Regions from separate parts of the Hordeum vulgare genome. Here region 1 is linked to region 2. Evidence: chromatin contacts called from public Hi-C data. All regions are on one chromosome and are shown on one strand. The core of a region is the stretch at or near the end of the contact, and the rest is flanking DNA. Distances in the headings are between cores, read along the strand shown. Region 1 holds the start of LOC123451083 (1-aminocyclopropane-1-carboxylate synthase 1-like). Region 2 has its middle 84 kb from the start of LOC123451082.

What was found. Hi-C and Micro-C count contacts between places; a contact is called where the count stands out from the background.
Region 1: a contact with region 2 is called in a Hi-C map of seedling, with 2.9 times the contacts expected there. The contact joins the promoter of LOC123451083 here to the enhancer-like site in region 2. A contact is called at or near these places in 2 of 6 Hi-C or Micro-C datasets (leaf and seedling).

Annotation. Positions count from the first base shown.
Region 1 is chr4H:25,001,041-25,004,334 of MorexV3_pseudomolecules_assembly, reverse strand. LOC123451083 (1-aminocyclopropane-1-carboxylate synthase 1-like) reads right to left here and starts at 1,434. Exons shown (of 4, transcript XM_045128095.1): 1 at 1,088-1,434; 2 at 880-1,011; 3 at 638-798; 4 at 1-472. The coding sequence starts at 1,258.
Region 2 is chr4H:24,874,430-24,877,710 of MorexV3_pseudomolecules_assembly, reverse strand. No RefSeq gene overlaps it. Among protein-coding and RNA genes, the nearest start is that of LOC123451082, 84 kb to the right of the region's middle. Within about 2 kb of position 1,685, at least 3 of the 3 cell types and tissues checked have open chromatin away from gene starts, as enhancers often do. A contact at or near this core is called in leaf and seedling, where this site is marked.

The DNA.
Region 1 (3,294 bases), core at 185-2,684, 130 kb before region 2:
CCCGAAGCTGGACATCTTGGTCGCCGCCGAGACGACGTCGGGGTTGGAGGAGTAGATGGCGCCGACGCGGAAGCCGGGGAGGCCGAGGTCCTTGGAGAGGCTGTACACGACGTGGACGCGGTCGTCCAGCGCGTAGTCGGCGGCGAGCGGGGCGCGCGCTGCCAGGACCTCGAGGACGCTGACGAAGCCCGGCTCGGAGAATGCCGTGCCGGAGTATATCTCGTCGCTGACGAGGTGGACGCCCTTGGCGGCGACGAAGTCGACGATCATCTCGAGGTCGGCGCGCGGGACGGCGGTGCCGAGCGGGTTGGAGGGGTTGGTGATGAGCACGCCCTTGACGCGCAGGCGGCGCTTCTGGGCGCGGCGGTACGCGTCGTCCAGGGCGGCGCGCGTCACCCGGAAGCCGTTGGCGCTCGTGCAGTGCACCGGCACGATCTCGGCCCCGGTGCGCCACTTGAGGTCACGGTCGAACCTGCATGCGTAAGCAAGGTTAGCCATGTGTAGTAATACTTGCTACTGTTAAAAGGGTAGCAACATGCACGTCGCACATGGGCAGGTGCTGCTGCCGCTGGCCGCGCGCGTAACGTGGCGCGCGGAGAGAAATGTCGAGAGACGGCAGGGCGCATAGCATTCCTACCCTGGGTAGTACGGGGTGGGGATGAGGAAGGCGTCGCCCTGGTCGGCGAGGCAGAACATGAGCGCCTCGTTGGCCGAGGTCGCGCCGGCGGTGAGCACGATGTTGCTGGGGTCGAACGCCACCTTGTGGTCTCTCTGCTCTGACATGAACCTCGCCAATGCCTGTGCAAAGCAACGCGCGTCAGTCTTTGACCGCATTTGGAATGGCTGCTGGGGAGTGTGCCAAGTGGCCGGAGGAATTACATTTTTGAAGGCCGGGAGGCCGTGGTAGTCCTGGAAGAGCGCGAGCTCCCGGAAGACGGACGCGGGTCCCCGGCGGAGCCCGAGCGCGTCGGGGTTCTTCTCCAGCCACTCCTCCACCAGGTCGAACGAGAGCTGCACGACGAGCCGAGTTTGTCAGAGACGGACAGCGGCAAGCGGCAAGCGAGCTGCGTATGCAGACTTTGCGTACCTGGTTCTCGGCGAGGCCCATCTGGATGATGCCGGTGGGGTTGGTGGTGGGGTGGAAGGGGTTCTTCTCATACTCCTCCCACCCCAGGAAATAGGACGAGTCCTGGCCGTGGGTGTTGCATCCGGCCTTCTTGGACAGCAGCTGCGGCTCGTCGGCGACCTTGTTCACCATCTCGTCAGTCAACGAATGCTGCGCGCGTGTTTGGCCTGGGTTTGAAACTGGGGGGTCGATGGAGGGGACAGAACTGAGCCGCGATCGAGTGTTGTCAAGACTGAGCTGGGAGAGCAAGCAGTCAGTCAGGCAGGCAGGCAGGAAGTTGAGAGAAGAAGAAGAGGAGTGAAGAGGTGGTGGCTGATGTCTAACTGGGAGCTGAGCGTATATATAACGGAGGGGAGGGGCGGGGTGGTGGCCTCACCATCTCCCCTCTGTTATCGTGTCTAAGAAGCGGAGCCAACACGCAGTTAAGTGGGGGCGGTGGGTTAACGTCAGACATCTCGATGTGAGTACGCGCGAAAAGCCATCCGCGGTTTCCTCCTGGCGCAGACCAACAGCCGCGCGCGGAACAGTGGTAGTAACAGAGAAGCAGTGCCAGTGTATGTAGGTTTTCTCTAATCTGCGTACTGTAATCTCTGCCGTAATGGGCCGATTTACCTTCTGAACTGTAGGTAGATGCTTGTATCCAGCACGTGGGATCCACGCCGGCGACGTGTGTTGGTGTCTCTCTACTGACGCCTGTAAGTAGATGAAATACTGCAGTATATTTTTTGTCAAAAGAAAAGCCGACATGCGCTGTTGAGTGTTGAATTAGTCCGCCCTGGATCTCGAGACGACGTAGACAAGCGAGCCAATCTTGTGAAGCGCGGGACAGGATCAACTAGAGCGAAATAGTAAAAGAATGATACTACTCCATTTCTCATGAAAATGACGGCGGCGGTGTGCTCGCTTACACCGGCTGGATTTGGCTTTCTCCAGCTATTTCTGGTAGTAATACGTGCTTCGTACTTATGCAGCTTTGCACTTCACTTTCGCCCAGTGGGGTTGTGCCGCGTGGCGACGTGGACGCTCTAATAACGGCCGTGGCTTATCTGAACCGTATTCGCATCTGGTTCAGGAAAAGGTGTGGTAGGAGGAGTATTATATTAGTGCGAGTACCGTTCAGTGCTTACAGATTGGACGTGCTGCAATCCTTTGCTGTTAAACTGCTGACGCCTAGCTTGCTCGGATTGAAATTTGTTATTCAAGCACGCGGGGAAACTAGACTCCTGTCACACGGGAAAATCGTGTGGTCCTGTGTTGTTCACTAATCCTCGAGCTCGTTATTATTCGATTGTATTTTTTTTAGACCTTTAAGTTTCAGCCGACTGATACTTTGTTAAGTCTTAATTGATGCTATATTAATAATGGACTGTGTTAACTATCAACCAGTCGGACTATAAGGAACAGATCCGCACGATACTCCCTTCCGCGATTCGCAAACACCAGACACCCCGCTCCGCGAGGGCCATCCATGCGAGCGCGTGAGCCCCAAGATCCACCCGCGTGAGGCCCAAGACCAACCTTATCCCGCACGTGACTTACGATCCAAACCCTATTTCCTCACCTCCGTTGCAAGAAATAGGCTCCTCCTTTGATTTGTTCTCCACCTCCCTCCGTGACGCGCCTCCATCGCCAACGAGCTGCACCCCCGATCTGACCCCCCAAACACATCAACCACCATGCCCGAGGACTACTAATCGCCCAATCACAAGGATTTGAGAGAGGGTCGGGTTTACCACATCATCAATACTAGGATTAGCACATACTTCGGCGTCAATTGCCCAGTTCTTCTGATTTTCCCCAGAATCATGCAGAAAATACAGGAGGTAAGTGATTGGAACTCCATGCACATGCAACATTTTCATTTCATACCAAAAAAACAAGGCAAATCCATGAGATAAAAACAAACCAAAAGTTGGGAAAAAGATAGCCCTTTTGCTAGCCTACAAATCCTATATGTGTTGAATTCCCCACTCATGATTGAGTTACCATTCAAATCCACAGAGGTTGCCATCAAGATTTGTTTAAGCTGCCTTTTAAACGGCGAAAAGTTGGTAGAATAGAGCCATTTTCCTAGCCTACACATCATACATTTGTTTTTTCATCCTTCGTCGTTGAGTTACCACTCAAACCCACATAGGTTACCATTAAGATTGTATGAAATTTCTCAC
Region 2 (3,281 bases), core at 436-2,935:
AACGAGATCTTGTACCGCGGCATGGGCAGGTGACGCCCCGTACGTCGTCGTCCCCGTCGCTGTTAATACGTGTGGAGCCGAGCGGTACGAGCCGTGGTACAGAGCCACGCCGGTCTGCGTGAAGTGAGGCGAGGATCTTGCGGTGTTCCCTATGTTGATCCTTGGGCGACCTCTCGGGCCTACATGCCATTTTGCTGGACGCATGGGCCCCGTTCCCTCTCGACATGGTGTTGGACGGCTGTCTTGAACTTGGAGGGCCGACCGAGACCGTGCATGGCAACATGGCTCGTACCAGGGCATGCAGCCACACGCAGGTTGTCGAGTCGAGACGGACGTTCAAGAAGGAGTAATTGTTGAACCTTGCAACATGAGTTTTGGTCGAGGGTCTAATGAATCCGGACGGGGGAATACATAGCACAATATATGGTTTCCTCCGGTAGGTCCAAGTGGCACCGTATAGTCCCCTGAACTTTCCTCTCGCGCGAGCGACTAGAAACCCTAGCCGCCGTCACAAAAGCCCCTTCGCCTCGTTCATTCGGCAGCTCCCCTCGGTCGATGACCTCGATCGTCGGTGGGGGTTTGAGGGGAGGGGGTTGCCGGATTTACATGGATGAATCGTGTAGCTTTAGTTTAGGTCCTAGTAGCTTTGGTTTTTTTAGATGTTTATCGTCTTGGCTTCGAAGGCGACAATGGCGACCCCGAATAAAGAAGGCACATATATGTTTCCAACGAGGCAATTAGTCTTATGGTTGGAGGTGAATTTAGAAATCAGTCTATTCAGGTAAGAATGATGTGGCGATGTTGTCATTCTCGTGGTGGGCCTGTGTCCTCGCGCTCCGTCGTTGCGATGGTGTTTGCTCCAACGCCATTGTGGAGCTTGGGAGGTTGTCCAGGAGTGGATGTGGATTATGGTCTGCATTGACAACATCTGAAAGACGGAACATGTGTTGGGTTCGTGATTGATGGATGACACGTATGGTTTCCTCCTTCGACGTCTTAATCGTGCTGGGGTGCCGGACGTGGAGATCGATGGTGTGTCCGGGGTGTTGCCCCGTCTGATTCGTTCAACGGTGATGGCTTCACTTTTGGTAAGCGCTCTTGGAGGTCCGCAAAGCTGCATATCAGCGATGGAGCCGAGTCGATCTCGGATGAGGAGGTGATCCGTCATTTTTTCCCCGTTGATAGGTACTTTGGTGGTGCAGGAGGCAGGTGACGGGGCGTTGGTGTAAAGCTTAGTAATGTTCTGCTATATTTTCAGATTCGTCATGTCGGTCTTTATGTGACTTGTATTTTGTATTTTATGATATGAATGGTGCACGTATTACCGTGTAAAAAACAATAAAAAGAAAGATAAAGGATAAAAATATATTTGTAAACATGTGATGAGATAATTAAAACCAAATAATCATCTTTTAATATATACAGTATGGTTTATCTCTCGTTCAGCTCAGCATATATATATGTGTGATTTTTAGCAAAGCCGATATATATATATATCCATCCTATGTGACGATAGCACCATTGCATGTCGAAGCCGAAGGCGAGGGGAGGAAGTTTCTGCGCAAGTGGGCGGACATGTACGCCGGGACCGGGCGGCCGCGTTGCAGGCGATCGTGGTGGCCCATGCGGGCCTGGGCGGCCGGCCGGGGACATGGGCGCGCGTCATAGCGTGAGCGTTATTTGGTCGGGACCCATACGAGATTATTTTGTTTTCTCAACCGGGACGGACCCATCCAAGATCACGCTCCCAACACACCCCCATCACCTTCTAAGTGGCAGCACGTCCGACGACCCCCGCCTACGCGTCGCCGACGACGTACGTGCGTCGATCACGCAGGCTTCCCTCCAAGAATGAATGCTCGATGGCAACGCATCGGCGGTGCATGGGGGAATCTACGTACGGGAGGCGGCCGGCCGGCCGGACGGCGGCCGGGGTCGGTCAGTTAATTGATGAAAGGAGGCGTAGGCGGGGCCGGGGCCATGCATGGCGCCAATGGCATGCAGCGAGCGGCCAGGGGCGTGCGTGACAGCCGGGCGTGGCGCTGCGTCCCCTGTCGCGCGCCCTGGCGCCGGGGGGTCGATATGGACCGCGGCACCGGGGACAGCGGGGCCTCGCCGGCCGTGTTCCGTCCGGGGTAGGGACGTCGCGCCGCGCTGCTGGCCCGGCCGCGGACAGGCTCAGGTGCAGGGTTCCCTCCGGTCCGGTCCGGAGCGTGCGTACGTACGTATCGTTCGCGTCGCATGCTGATGCTGCAGGACCTCTCTCTGATGTACGGCCACGCGTGTCTGTGTCCTTGTTTTTTTTTAAAGAAAGGGGCTCCCCCTTCTCCATTTTATTAATGAAGTACACAGCCAGCGAATATCTATTTTAACAGAAAAAGTAAAACCGACCAAAAACAGGTCTAGACAAAACATAAACCTCCAACAGTTTTTACAGCTAAGACAAACATAACTCCAAACCAAAGTCTAACTCTATCACAATTCTTCACCAAGCAATCCGCAGCAATTCTCCTCTCTTCTTATCCAGATCAGAGATGAACTGACACAGCACCAGCTCTTGAGTGGCGTCGCAGAGAACAACCCATTGGCGTAGGAAGAGCCTTAGCTTCATGAGCACGCAGTCCAAACTTTTCCATGTTTGACCCTTGAAGCAAAATTCATTTCTCAAACGCCAAATACTCCATAAGGAGGCAGCCACAACCATATTATGTATAGGTTTCTTTTTGCATATCAGCCATAAGGCATGAATATCATGAAAGCAGGAGATTGTAATATGAAATACCTCCTCAAATAATTGCCAAATACAAGAAGCTACAGTACAATCAAAGAACATATGTTGAACTGATTCCAACTCAGAACAAAATAAGCAAGATGGGTCTTCCACACTTCTCCTCTTAGCTAAGTTGTCTCTAGTTAGTACTTTGTTGTTCATACAAAGCCAAAGGAAAACATGGATGTTTTGGGGGCATAGAACTTTCCACATCTTGTCCCCAACCCTGTGATCAACCCCACCATAGTTAATAGCACTATAGAAGGATTTAACAAAATATATTCCTTTTGGTTCCAGCATCCAAATAGGAGTATCAGGGGAATTGGAGAGGGAGATCTTTTTAATAGTCTCAATCAGAAGATTCCACCTATCCAGCCCTCTACTGCCAACACATCTTCTAAAGGATATCTTAAGTTCATTTCCATCCCACACCTGAGAGATGGTACAATCAGGTTGGTTGCAAATGTGAAATAGGTCCCAAAACTGAACCATCAGGGAACAATCCCCCACC